4 separate regions of the Mus musculus genome follow, and regions 1, 2 and 3 are each linked to region 4. The links are chromatin contacts, called in public HiChIP or PLAC-seq and promoter capture Hi-C maps. All regions are on one chromosome and are shown on one strand. Each heading gives the region's core, a stretch centred on a gene start, on an enhancer-like site or on the middle of the called end of the contact. The rest is flanking DNA. Distances are from core to core; before and after follow the strand shown. Region 1 overlaps Clstn3 (calsyntenin 3). Region 2 holds the start of Vmn2r27 (vomeronasal 2, receptor27). Region 3 has its middle 31 kb from the start of Vmn2r27. Region 4 holds the start of Foxj2 (forkhead box J2).

Region 1 (2,774 bases), core at 219-2,718, 1.6 Mb before region 4:
CTAGTCTTCCATTTGCGTACCAGAGTCCTCCCGTTTCCTGTTCAAAAGAGTAATCTATAACATAGGCCTGCAAGATTGGGGGATATCACGTGAGGGGTTGGGACTCTGCTGAGAGCCTGCAAACCCTACATGGCAAGAGAGGACTTAGGAGAATTACAAAACGTCTTGTCACAGCTCCCAGCTCACTGCTGCGCTTTTTTTTCTTCGTTTGCAGAAGAGAAGAACAAAGAGAAGAAGGGGGGAGAGAACAGTACAGACACAGCCTCAGGTACACCGTGGGTGAGAATTGGAGACCAGAGTTCTAACCTCAACTGGTTTATGTGTGCTTCTCTTTCTGCCCCCCAACCCAGCCTTTCTAGTTTCTCCTTCACACGCCACCATGGTATACAGTCTCTAAGCCAAGGCAGGTTCTCCTTGGAGCAAGAAGGCTGGGTATATAGCTTGGCTGGATTCTGCGTGTTCCCCCCACCCCCCAGGCCCCCGCTTAGAGACTGTAGTACCATTTCTCTTGCTGACTTTCCAATAGCAAAAAGCAGGGAGCCAGAGTGGCCAGTCTAGGCATCTATGGAGCTCACACACATTCATCCTGGTCTCCCCGCATGTCCCTGGAAAGACGCCCTCTCTTACAGTCCCCTCATTTCCTGTCAGTTTCTAATGTTCCCCCTCCCGTGGTTTCCTCCTCCTCTCTCTCCTCATGGCTTTTTACATGTCTGCCCTTCTCTTCCTTCTCTCCTCCTCTTCCTCCTCATGGTGTTTTTCCCCGCCCCCTTCTCACTTTTCTTCTTCCTGTGTGCTACGGGATGGAACCCAGAGCCTCACACATCCTAAGCAACAATTCGGTCTCTTCTGTCTCCTCCATCCCACCCCTCATTCCTACTTCTCCCTCACCTCTCATCTCTTATTTCTGTAATTTCATTTTCTTTCTCTAGCCTCCTGCTACGTCTTCCTTTCTCTTTTCTCTCAGCCCCAACCTCGGCCCACCTTTCCTCTGCTCCTCTTTTCTCCTCTCACTACCTGCCCTGCTCCTGTGTTCCTGCCCTAGGAGACCCCTTGCTGATCCACCACTACTTTCATGGCTACCTAGCTGGTTTCAGCGTGCGCTCAGGTCGCCTGGAGAGCCGTGAGGTCATCGAGTGCCTCTATGCATGTCGGGAGGGGCTGGACTATAGGGATTTCGAGAGCCTGGGCAAAGGCATGAAGGTATAGCCCTTTCCATTCCCTCTCTTTCCCGGCATGGCCCTGGCCCCGACCCCCCCTCGACTCCTTTACAGTTCTGCACCTTTCCTCTCCTGCCTCCTGGTCTTGCTCTCAGCTATGTCTGTGTCTGGGACCCAGGTCCACGTGAACCCCTCGCAGTCCCTGCTCACCCTGGAGGGGGATGATGTGGAGACCTTCAACCATGCCCTGCAGCATGTGGCTTACATGAACACTCTGCGCTTTGCCACACCCGGCGTCAGGCCCCTGCGCCTCACCACCGCTGTCAAGTGAGTGTTGGGTAGGCGGGCTGATCATAGAACAGAGTCGGTGTCGTTCTTTATCTTAAGACATCACTAGAGCTAGCCACACCTTTCTCATTTCATGTTCCGCTCTCCCTCTCGGAGTCCCAAGAGAGGACAGCTGACCTGTTGAAGATCATGTTGGTAGAAGAACTTGGACCAGAGTCAGGTTTCCCGTTCTGTTACACGCTGTGAAGATGAGTTGTCAGGGTTTGGGAGTTTTGATCTTGTTTATGCTAATATATAAGGTGGGGCTGACATTCTGACTCAATTCTAATTATTTGGATGACCTTGGACAAATGGTGAGATCTGCTCATTTGGCCTATTTATCTTACTTCACCAAGTTCTTGCAAAATAAATATGACGAACCTATGCCTTCTGGCCAAATCTGGCTTGCTGTTTTCCCTGATGTTCATGGCTGCTTTTACAGGGTTCAGGCAGGAGAATAGCTGAGACAGAGATTGCGTATTTCCAAAAGAGAGAGATTATTTCCCAGCTAGTCTTTTAAAGGACAACTTTGCTGAGCTTTATATTGTAATGGGATGACTTTTGCATTCTTCAGCCGAAAAATTGTGGGTAAGGTCAAGGTGTAAGTGTTTATTAGATATAGATTAGCATCTTAGTATTTATTAGTCTAGATTATTAGATATTAGAGGGATAACAGGACCTGACCGATGGAATTGTTATGAACTAATCGCTATCACCCAGGGCTAATGTTTGCCACTGTGGCTATTCGGTAGGTACTGCTGGGTCCTCTGGGAAGGCAGTTCTTCCCCATCCCCACCCCACCCCACCCCACCCCACCGCAGTTATTATGGTCTGGAGGGCAGTTTTCAGACATACTGCCATCTAGTGGCTGGATCATGCAATTTAGGAGCCAGAGTTCCCGTGTTCTCCCCTCTCTGCCTCAACTTCTCCATAAATTCCCTGAAGCATGTGCTTCAGATATATTGGAAGAGGGCTCTGTGACCTGTAGTACCTGGGCACAATTTCTAGGCTCCTGTCAGACCTGTGGAAGGTTGCAGCTGGGCTGTCCTGCGGTTACACTGTGGAGTTAAAGGTCACAGACTATTGCGTATCATGTGGCCACAGACCAGAGCTGTCTGCGCCCCACTGTATACTAGCCAACATTTCCTTTGTAAAACATTTATTTTGATGTATATGGGTGTTTTATGTATATGTCTACATAACATAGTTGTGCAGTGCCGGCAAAGGCCTTCGGATCTCTCAGGTTGGAGTGACACCTTGTACTGAGGTGTCCTGTGGGTGCTGTGAAGT
Region 2 (2,861 bases), core at 209-2,708, 1.4 Mb before region 4:
AACTGGGTGTAGCCACCAGAAAATCTCAGATGCCAAGAGAGCAAGAGGCTCCCAGGACCAACGAGGATGATATTAAATGAAATATGCAACAAATGGGAGAGAGAATCTGTAGGGACCATATGGAGAGATTAGGCATGGCCTCTGATTTAGGGATGGGGCCACCTACCCTTCTATATAATTTTAACCCAGAATGGCTCCTGTGTAATGGAAATACAGAGGAAAATATTGAAGCAAAAACTGAAGGAAAGGCCATCTAGAGATGCCCTACCTGGAGATTCATCTCATATATGGTCACCAAACCCAGTCAGTATTGTGGATGCCAAGAAGAGCTTGCTGTCAGGAATCTGTTCTTACTCTCTCCTGAGAGATTCTGAAAGAGCCTGACAAATACAGATGTGGATGCTCACAGTCATCCATTGGACTGAGCTCTTGGACCCCAATGTAGGAGATAGAAAAAGGACTGAAGGAGGTGAAGGGGTTTGTAGCGCCATAGAAAGAACAACAATATCAACCAACCAGTCACCCCAGAACTCCCAGGAACTAAATCACCAAACCAAAGAGTACACAAGGAAGGACTCCCCATTGCCCCCCATGATTGCAGCAGCACATGTAGCAAAATATGGCTTGGCCTGGCATCAAGAGTAAGAGAATCCCTTGGACCCGTGAAGACTCCATTCCCCAGTGTTTGGAAATGATAGGGAGGTGACCTGGGAGTGAGTTGTCCTTGGGGGAGCACCCTCATACAAGCAGGAGGAGGGGAATGATATAGGGGAGTTGCAGAGGGAAAAACAGGAAAGAGGGATAACATTTGAAATGTAAGTGAATAAATATGAATAAAATGAATAAAATATCCAATAAAAAGCATACCCAAGCTGATATTTGACCCAGTATAGTGTCTAGAAATGTTTTCTAGGGTAAGGCTTTTTCTTTCCTTACAGAACACTGTAAGATGACACTGATGTTAAATGATTGAGAGTCCAGCCTTTTTGCCCTCAAACACTGAGTCCTTTGATGTCTCCTTTAGATGACCCATCATGACATTATTATGTTTCCACTGGTTAGTGTCTCTTTACCTTGGGACCTTGAGAATCCTCAGCTTACTGAGTGCAAACACCCCACAGGTGTTTGAGAGGACTTCACACTTGTTCTTAATTGCATGTTTTCCTGCCGAGACCCAGAATTCCCAGGTGCCCAGTGACAGGTTCATGATTCCTTGGAGACTCACAGCAACTCTGTGAAGGGGACACAATCTAGTAGGTGCAACACAAATTATACTCCCTGGAACTGAGGGAGTGTTTGAATACTGGTGGGTCTGTATCAGGACAAAACAATGCTTTATAAATTTGATCAACACAGACCAGACAGCCACATATTTTATCCATTTGTTCATGTTGATTAGTCCAAGGTTCTTAACTGAACAGTTATCTTGGTTTTATCAATTATTTATCAATGTTATTATGAAATTACTCATTGCCTTCTCTCTAGTGATTGTTCTCATTTCATTCCAGGAAAAAATGTCTTGTTTCTACATAAGTGTACCTGATTCTCCTGGCTACAATCAAGATGGGGATTTTCTTATTGGAGGATTCTTTTCCCTTAGAGTGACTGGTCGAGAAGACAGAACTGAATTTTGCTTTAATGAGACAATGAATATGACATATGGTAGTTATTTGTAAGTGTTTGTCTTCTCTCTTTAAAAAATTATTGTTTCAGGATTTCATACTCATATAAAATATATGTTGATCTCTCCCATCTCTACCGCTTCCCCTCCAATGTATCCTGCCTTCAACTTTATGGGGTCTCTCTGTCTCTGTCCCTCTATCTCTCTGTCTGTTTGTCTCTATGTCTCTGTTTCTCTCTTTTCCTCATTTTCTCACTTTTTACTTTAGTAATTTAATTTAGGCATGCCAGTACTCTAGACGTATAAGACATCATCTAGAGTCTAGGTAAGCTACTAGGACAAACCTCCTAAGGAAACAGCCTCTCCCTTCCCCAGTAGCCACCAAATGCCAATAGCTACTCAACCATGACTGGCGCTCTGTGCATCTCTCCCCTACTCATGTTGAATTCTTTTAAATATGAATATGTTGAAAATAATTTGTAGTTAAGAACAATTTTTCTTTGTAGTTATTTAGTGTAGTATACAGAAAATATTTTATTTATCATGTTTCAATGTACTTGACAGTTTTTAAATTGCTATGGTTGATCAACCACTGTGTACTTTCCTGAGGTTCATCCTATTTTTAAATACTTCCTGAAAGATTAACTTTGAATGTTTGCTATTTCCCACATGCTTTACTCTTCTATTTAAATTTCTCATACACAATCGCACAGTAAAAATTGAAAGTTTTACTTTTCACAGTATGTGGTAGTACAAACCTTTAATCCCAGAACTTGAGAATCAGAGGCAGTTCTGTGAGCCTGAGTTTAACCTAGTCTATATACTGAGTTTAATTTCAGCCTGGGCTGAATAAGTGAGACTCTGTCTCAAAAAAAAAATTCAAAAAAATTGAATTTGATAAGTTGTACTATGAATCTTCTTTCTTAAGACTAATTTCTTCACATTTTAAATATAGAATATCCTGCTTGTTTCTTGGTATATCATGTATATTTTTATATGACTTAGACTTTTATAAGTAAAAATCCAGAATTTGAGAGGTAGCATGAGAGGCACTGGGTGGATAAATGAGCACAAGGTAAAGGATATAATTATATTTTAATTAAAAATTAATATTAAAAAAGAACACAAAATGGTCTTTCTAATTTTTCCTCCTAGCAATCTACCTAAACATTATCAGCACATATTGGCAATGGTTTTTGCTGTAGAAACAATCAACAAGGACCCAAATATTCTATTCAAT
Region 3 (2,815 bases), core at 59-2,558, 1.4 Mb before region 4:
ATTCTGGGGTAATTTAAAAATTTTCTCTGTCTTAGGTGCTTTTTCAGTCAGGTCAACTAATGGCAAATAATATGCAATACAGACTCACTGTATCTTTATAAAGTTGTATTCTTTGAGAGGTAAAGTGTTACTAATTTAATCATGCTGTAGATGTTATTATCGTGCAAGGTAGCAGAATTTGAACTCACTAGAACATCTGTATTTTTTTTTCTTACACAAATACATTTGACTTTATTTGGTACTTGCATACAATACTTTCTTTGTCATTTCTAGTAATTTCAGTAAAATGAATCAAAATGTGGGCAGGTAGTTAAAGAAATTATCATCTCGAGATTTTGCTGCTGGTCTGATTACTTGATGTTCAGAGACACTGCTTGAAAGTACCCTTGGGACTGTCCAGCTGAAGGTGGACTCTTAAATTTTAACATGCTGAACATCTGTATTTTTATTGTAAATCATATCAACATGTTTATCCATGTCTGGTACCACCTAAAGGAGGAGCATAAGTAGATGCCCTCCATGCTCATTCAGGGGACCCCTTCCCTGGGCTCAAAGCTGACTCCTCCAAGGACACTGTTATCAGGGTGACAGTCTTACACTGAACAGCTCCTGACCCTCTCAATAGAATTTCCCTCTCCCAGCCTTGTCTACAAAAGTGTCAGGACATATTTTCAGATGTGTGTGGAGTAATGTTATCAAGAACCACTGACTGCAGAATTTACACATTGAACCATGCTGCACAGACATTCTAAAGCCAGAGGAAGCAAACTATAAAAACACCATGAAACCTGGAAGTTGGGATCTAACTTGTATTTTAAGAAGTAGCTTGGGGGTTCTGGGCCACACTTGTAGGAGATGGCACCAGTTATTCCAGTCAGGAGGGCAAATACACCCTGGCCCACCCTTGCAAGCACTGACTGGCCTCTCACAGCCTAAAATACTCAATTCAATTTCAAACACTTCTGATCTGATGTTTAAATTTTATCCTGTCTTCTGTAATAGGAAATATGATATAAAATGCAAAACAAAACCTCTAATTACCTTAGATCCAATAACCTTGGTTCTACCCTAATCTCAATGCTATTTAGACTCTTTTTCATGATAATTTTTTTAATCACTAACAAGCATTGACATAGATAGCATTGCTATGGAGGGGTGGGAAGACTTTTCTTTTTGGATTAAACTGATGTGAAAGATAAACTCTTGTCTTATTTGAGGTCCTGTTTAATGCAGGTTCACTGTACACATGCACAGACCTAGTTTGGGTGTGAGGTAATGACTTGAAGGCAGTGCGCCACCCAGTGGTGGATCTCCATCGTCTCTTTCAGTGGGTTCCCACACAGGAAGTTAACAAAGAACCTTCACGACTGGACTCAAGCTAAGTGCTGCCCTCTCTTTCCCTCTAACAAAAGACCTACCCCAGGCCCAGAATGGAAGAGTCTAGAGGTGGCTTTCCCTGCAGAGAGGGACCCAGATGTTGTTATTGGCAGGAAGAGAAAAGCCGACAAGATTGAATATCTCCTAAGCAACAGATGCCCTGTGAAAGTTGTGTTAAGTGAGTTGTTTTGCTGCATCTGCTGGCACATGGCTCTACCAACCCCATAGCTGACACTTGCCAAAACCAAAATGGCTGATAGAGCAGCTAACCACTTTCTGATCGCTGAATCTGCACACGGTTAAACTGCCTTCTAGATACTCTTCTTCATACCCATCTGTAAGCGCATCCCTCAACCCTCGTCAGAGAAGGTTCCGCTTGCAGTAGATGTCAGTCAATTCAGAGACCCACAACCGGTCAAGGTGAAGTGAACAAGACAGTGTGGACTGTTCAACCACAAATGGGACACCTGTATCACACCTACTGCCCCCCGCCCCCAGCTCAGGAACATCACATCACAGCAGAGGCGGAAGAAAGATTATAAGAGGTAAAAATCACAGAGGACTGCTTCATAGTAGCATTTTCTGGACATGACTGGGCTAGTGCACACATAAACTCACAGTGGTTGTGGCTGCATGCACACCATCCAGTCAGGTGAAATTCCAGCAGGGATGTGGCGGGAACACAGCGTCACAACCCTAGCTCAGATGCTACTGTAGGAGGTTGTTGATGGCTGACAGAAGGGACACTGTTCTTCTCCCTCCTCCCCCTCCTCCCCCTCTTCGTCCTCCTCCTCCCTCTCCTCCTCCTTCTGTTGTTCTTGCCTCTGATAGGCCAGTGAATGACCCTATATTCATACAATACTGACCCATGGTTTTTAAAAGTGAACATGAGATTAGGGCGTGAACAGTAGTGGGTGGGCTTGATCAAACCACCTTTTTTTGTATATAAAATTCTCAAACAATAAAACATTTACCCACCCCACTCCAAAATTTTGATAGCACCTATTTAGAAAAGGAAATGTTGATATTTTTATTTTCAATAGCAAAAAAAAAAAATGTATCTAGAGGAACTGGGAAAATGGACTTATTTGGTATTCTATTTTAAAAGCTCTGTTGATTTTTTAAAATCAGTACTATTGTTGGCTGCTGGTGTTTCTTTTGGCTTTTTGTGGAACTTAGCTGTCCCTGAACTCAGGTCCCTTAATCATTCTGGAAAACACTGGGAGGAACACCACTGTGCCCAGTTGGGATAAAACTGCTCCATTTCCATTTTATTTTATAATTGTTCAACGAATAATTTATCCCCATTTGTGAAGTGCGAAGACCTGACACTGGGTTATTTTGTGACACTGTATTACAGGCAAGAAACGTCAAGTCTGGTGTGAAAACACAGCTACCTGGAAGGGCCCCATTGGGCAAAGGATGGCGGGGGCGGAGG
Region 4 (2,967 bases), core at 82-2,581:
GGGTTGTCAAAAGGGGCCTCCCTCCTGGTATCCAAGACAGAGTGGGCGGGGACCTGTCGCCAGTCAGGCAAGCAGTCATTGTAATAGACTGGAAAGAAGACGTCTGTTGAATATTAAACTGACTTAGGCATGCCCTGGACGATACAATACAATCCATAAAATGCCCCCACGACTGCAGGTCATTTACTGCAGGTCCAGTCACCAGAGGACAAGACCCAAAGATGGACAGTGCTGTGGGATTCTGACTGTGCTGTGTCCTGAGTTACTAACACCATGGCGTCCTGAAAACGCACCTGTTGTCTGTTCTCAGTCCAAAGCATCAACTTCTCTAGGGGCTGCAAATGACCCAACCCTTTGGACTCCAAAATCTTAAAAGGCCATTTCTCAGAGTCTCTGAAGCAACATGTGGGTTCCAGTGCAAAAGTTCCATCGGAAGACATTTCCCAGGGGTCTTTCTTCTTCCCTTCGAATGAACCCTAAGCTCCACCATTTCCGCTCCCCACACCTCCTGGTGTCTAAAGACTACAGAACGGAAAGCACTAACCTGTCTCCAAGGCTCCCCCCGCCGCTGGAGGAAACCACCTGGTACAGAAGTTTGAGGTTGCAGGGATTCCCCTCTTCAGAGGCAGGTGACAGGTGGCATCCTCAGTGACTCTTCCAGTGCCTGGCGGAGCCTCCCAGGCTGGAGCAGGGAACTGAGTCCCCTGAGGAAGAGGAGTCGAAGGAGGAGGAGGGGGAGAGGGAGGACCTACCTGGGGAAGATGGCACACCCCCCACCCCCTGCCTGCTACCCTAGGGAGGAGGGGAGGAGCCTCTCCCAGCCAGGAGTTGTCTCCTCCCCTTTGGGGGAATCCCCCTCCCCCCCCAAACTGGATCTTTCAGGGGCTGAGGGCTCTTTCTGTCAGTTGGAGATCTGAGTGGAGGGGCTCTGCCCCGGTCCACTGTCTAGGTGCACGGAAGTTGAGGGGCGAGGTCTTCTACTCTCCAGCAAACTGGAACCAATTCCTGGCGGTTCCCTGGAGGGTCCTGGCTTGTGCGTATCAGGACGCCTCTCCGCGGTGAGTCCCGGGTGGGATGCGGGGTGCCTACTCCACAGGCATGGCTCCCTTTCTCTCTGCCTCAAAAGTCCCAAACTGTCTGGAGTGCGCTGAGGCGTGAGGGAGGTCTCACTCCGGGTCCTTCAGGTCTCACTACCCTTCCCGACTTCTGGGGGTCTCCGCTGGAGCCACCGTGGGAGGGACAGCCGCGTGCCCTGCGGCGATCTCTTCTGGCTGTCCGGGGAGTAGGGAGGGTCCTCCCTCCCAAGGGAGAGGGAGCAGGTCCCGGCACAGGGTGTCCCGAGGGTGGGGTCCTCGCACTCCGGCTCCCGCCCGCCTGGCCGGCCGGCCTGGACAGCAGGGTCCCGGAGGCCGCGGTCCGGGCTCCCGTCACCCGCTGCCGGGCGGCAGCGCCTCCCGGGTCACGTCCCCCGTCCGCCGCGCTTCCCGGAGCGTGGGGCTCCCCGCGCTGCCACCTCTGAGGCTCCGACCGGTCGGGGCAGCCAGGAGCCGGCAGGCGGACGGAGCGCGTCGGGGCTCGGCTCGGGCTCGGCTCAGCTCCGCTGCAGGCCCCGGCTCCTCCCCGGCCTCGGCGCCGCGCTCCGCGCCCCTCCCCCTCCCGCCGCCGCGGCCGCCGCCTCCCGGCGCGGGTTAAGGAGGAGCGCGGAGCCCCGCAGCCCACGGGTCGCCGACCCTCCGTCCCGGGCACTGGCGATGCCAGCGTCCACGCTAAGGGCCACACACACCTCTCATTGTGCTGTGGTCTACGCCTAAGACAAGTATTCCCAGTTTTCTCAGAAACGCATTTGATGGCTCCTCTCTTTCTCTTCCAGACAGCTTATAAAGGGTTATAGGGCCGGGCGTGAAGTTAAAGTTTACTCTTATCCTGGAGGTCAGTGAAAGATTGGATCGAGGATGTATAAAAAGATAAATGAGTCTGTTATAGAGAAATGAGCATCGGGAAATGGGGTCTTGTGTTAGTTTCGGCTCTGCAAACTTGTGCAAGGCCCTAGTTTCTGGAAGCATAGCCTGTGAAGAAGGGACTATGATACTCTGGCCTGCCTACTAATATGGATGTCGCAGTCACCAAAGGAAATGATTTACGAGTTGCTTTTTAAAATGGTCTAGTACACAAAGGGTTCAAAGCATGATTATTCATTTCCCTTATAAAATGTCATTTTTTTTTACCTTTGTGCTAAAGTCAAGTGACATTTCTATAGACTATGTTATCCTGAGTGCCACAGGGAGATAGAATGGGCTCTCAGCACATCCCTCTACTTCTTACAGAATAATCTCCATCCTGGGACAGGAAATAGAACCAGGTTAGCCCATCTCTTACCTCCCCAGTCATGCTATTCCAGTACAAACTCTTAGGTATATCACCCTCTGGCTTACTTTTCTCCAATTGTGTTCTATTATAAAATGATAAGACAAAAGAAATTGTTCACTTGATATTTGAATTGCTCAAAAAGATGACAGTTTGATGACTCCCTGTAGAAAGAGATGTCATTTGTCTTCTGGCTAAATATATGCCTACTGCCATTTACTTACATTCTTGTACATATAACCACATTACACATACAACGTCTGCATTAAGGCTTCACACTCTCCGTGTGTTATCACACTTGATTCTTACTGGCAATTCCATGCAGCAGTATCAGGCCTTTAGAGTGTAACTACAGCTTGAAGATATTGTTTGTGTCTGAGTTCATGTAATTCGCACCATTATGCAATTCGTAGTGTTACTTTGTGTCAGGTGTTGAACCCAAATGGCCTTAGAGCCAGGGTCTAAACCTCTAGTACATTGTTGGCTTAAACTGGGAAAACATGTCATTCTCAAATTGCCAGTCAGTGAGCCCCCTAACAAAGCCTCTTCCCTCCCCACACTTCCAGTATCCATGTGAAAAGATTCATTTCCTCCAGCCTAGTG

Evidence for each region. Promoter capture Hi-C pulls out the DNA fragments that hold promoters and counts their contacts. HiChIP or PLAC-seq counts read pairs in DNA pulled down with a chosen protein or histone mark.
Region 1: an H3K27ac HiChIP or PLAC-seq map of acute myeloid leukemia shows a contact between it and region 4, with 5 times the contacts expected there. The contact joins the enhancer-like site here to the promoter of Foxj2 in region 4. A contact is called at or near these places in 8 of 39 promoter capture datasets (cranial neural crest, embryonic stem cells, hippocampal neurons and 5 more), 9 of 115 datasets of contacts at active chromatin or transcription factors (VIP interneurons, acute myeloid leukemia, embryonic forebrain and 2 more) and 1 of 9 other capture datasets (embryonic stem cells).
Region 2: a promoter capture Hi-C map of pre-B cells shows a contact between it and region 4, with 5 times the contacts expected there. The contact joins the promoter of Vmn2r27 here to the promoter of Foxj2 in region 4. A contact is called at or near these places in 1 of 39 promoter capture datasets (pre-B cells) and 1 of 115 datasets of contacts at active chromatin or transcription factors (large pre-B cells).
Region 3: a contact with region 4 is called in a promoter capture Hi-C map of the HPC-7 cell line. The contact joins the enhancer-like site here to the promoter of Foxj2 in region 4. A contact is called at or near these places in 17 of 39 promoter capture datasets (the 3T3-L1 cell line, 3T3-L1-derived adipocytes, the HPC-7 cell line and 10 more), 2 of 15 datasets of contacts at CTCF or cohesin (large pre-B cells and stem cell-derived epiblast-like cells), 10 of 115 datasets of contacts at active chromatin or transcription factors (DN3 thymocytes, astrocytes, embryonic forebrain and 7 more) and 2 of 9 other capture datasets (embryonic stem cells and liver).

What each region holds. Positions count from the first base shown.
Region 1 is chr6:124,448,200-124,450,973 of GRCm38.p6, reverse strand. Clstn3 (calsyntenin 3) reads left to right here. Exons shown (of 18, transcript NM_153508.4): 10 at 215-268; 11 at 1,043-1,200; 12 at 1,336-1,484. Among named protein-coding and RNA genes, the nearest start is that of Clstn3, 15 kb to the left of the region's middle. Within about 2 kb of position 1,468, at least 20 of the 459 cell types and tissues checked have an H3K27ac peak or open chromatin away from gene starts, as enhancers often do. A contact at or near this core is called in acute myeloid leukemia, liver and pre-B cells, where this site is marked.
Region 2 is chr6:124,230,381-124,233,241 of GRCm38.p6, reverse strand. Vmn2r27 (vomeronasal 2, receptor27) reads left to right here and starts at 1,458. Exons shown (of 6, transcript NM_001104642.1): 1 at 1,458-1,672; 2 at 2,777-2,861. The coding sequence starts at 1,458.
Region 3 is chr6:124,261,379-124,264,193 of GRCm38.p6, reverse strand. No RefSeq gene overlaps it. Among named protein-coding and RNA genes, the nearest start is that of Vmn2r27, 31 kb to the right of the region's middle. Within about 2 kb of position 1,308, at least 6 of the 459 cell types and tissues checked have an H3K27ac peak or open chromatin away from gene starts, as enhancers often do. A contact at or near this core is called in the HPC-7 cell line, where this site is marked.
Region 4 is chr6:122,818,548-122,821,514 of GRCm38.p6, reverse strand. It overlaps Foxj2 (forkhead box J2), which reads right to left and starts at 1,331. Exons shown (of 11, transcript NM_021899.3): 1 at 545-1,331.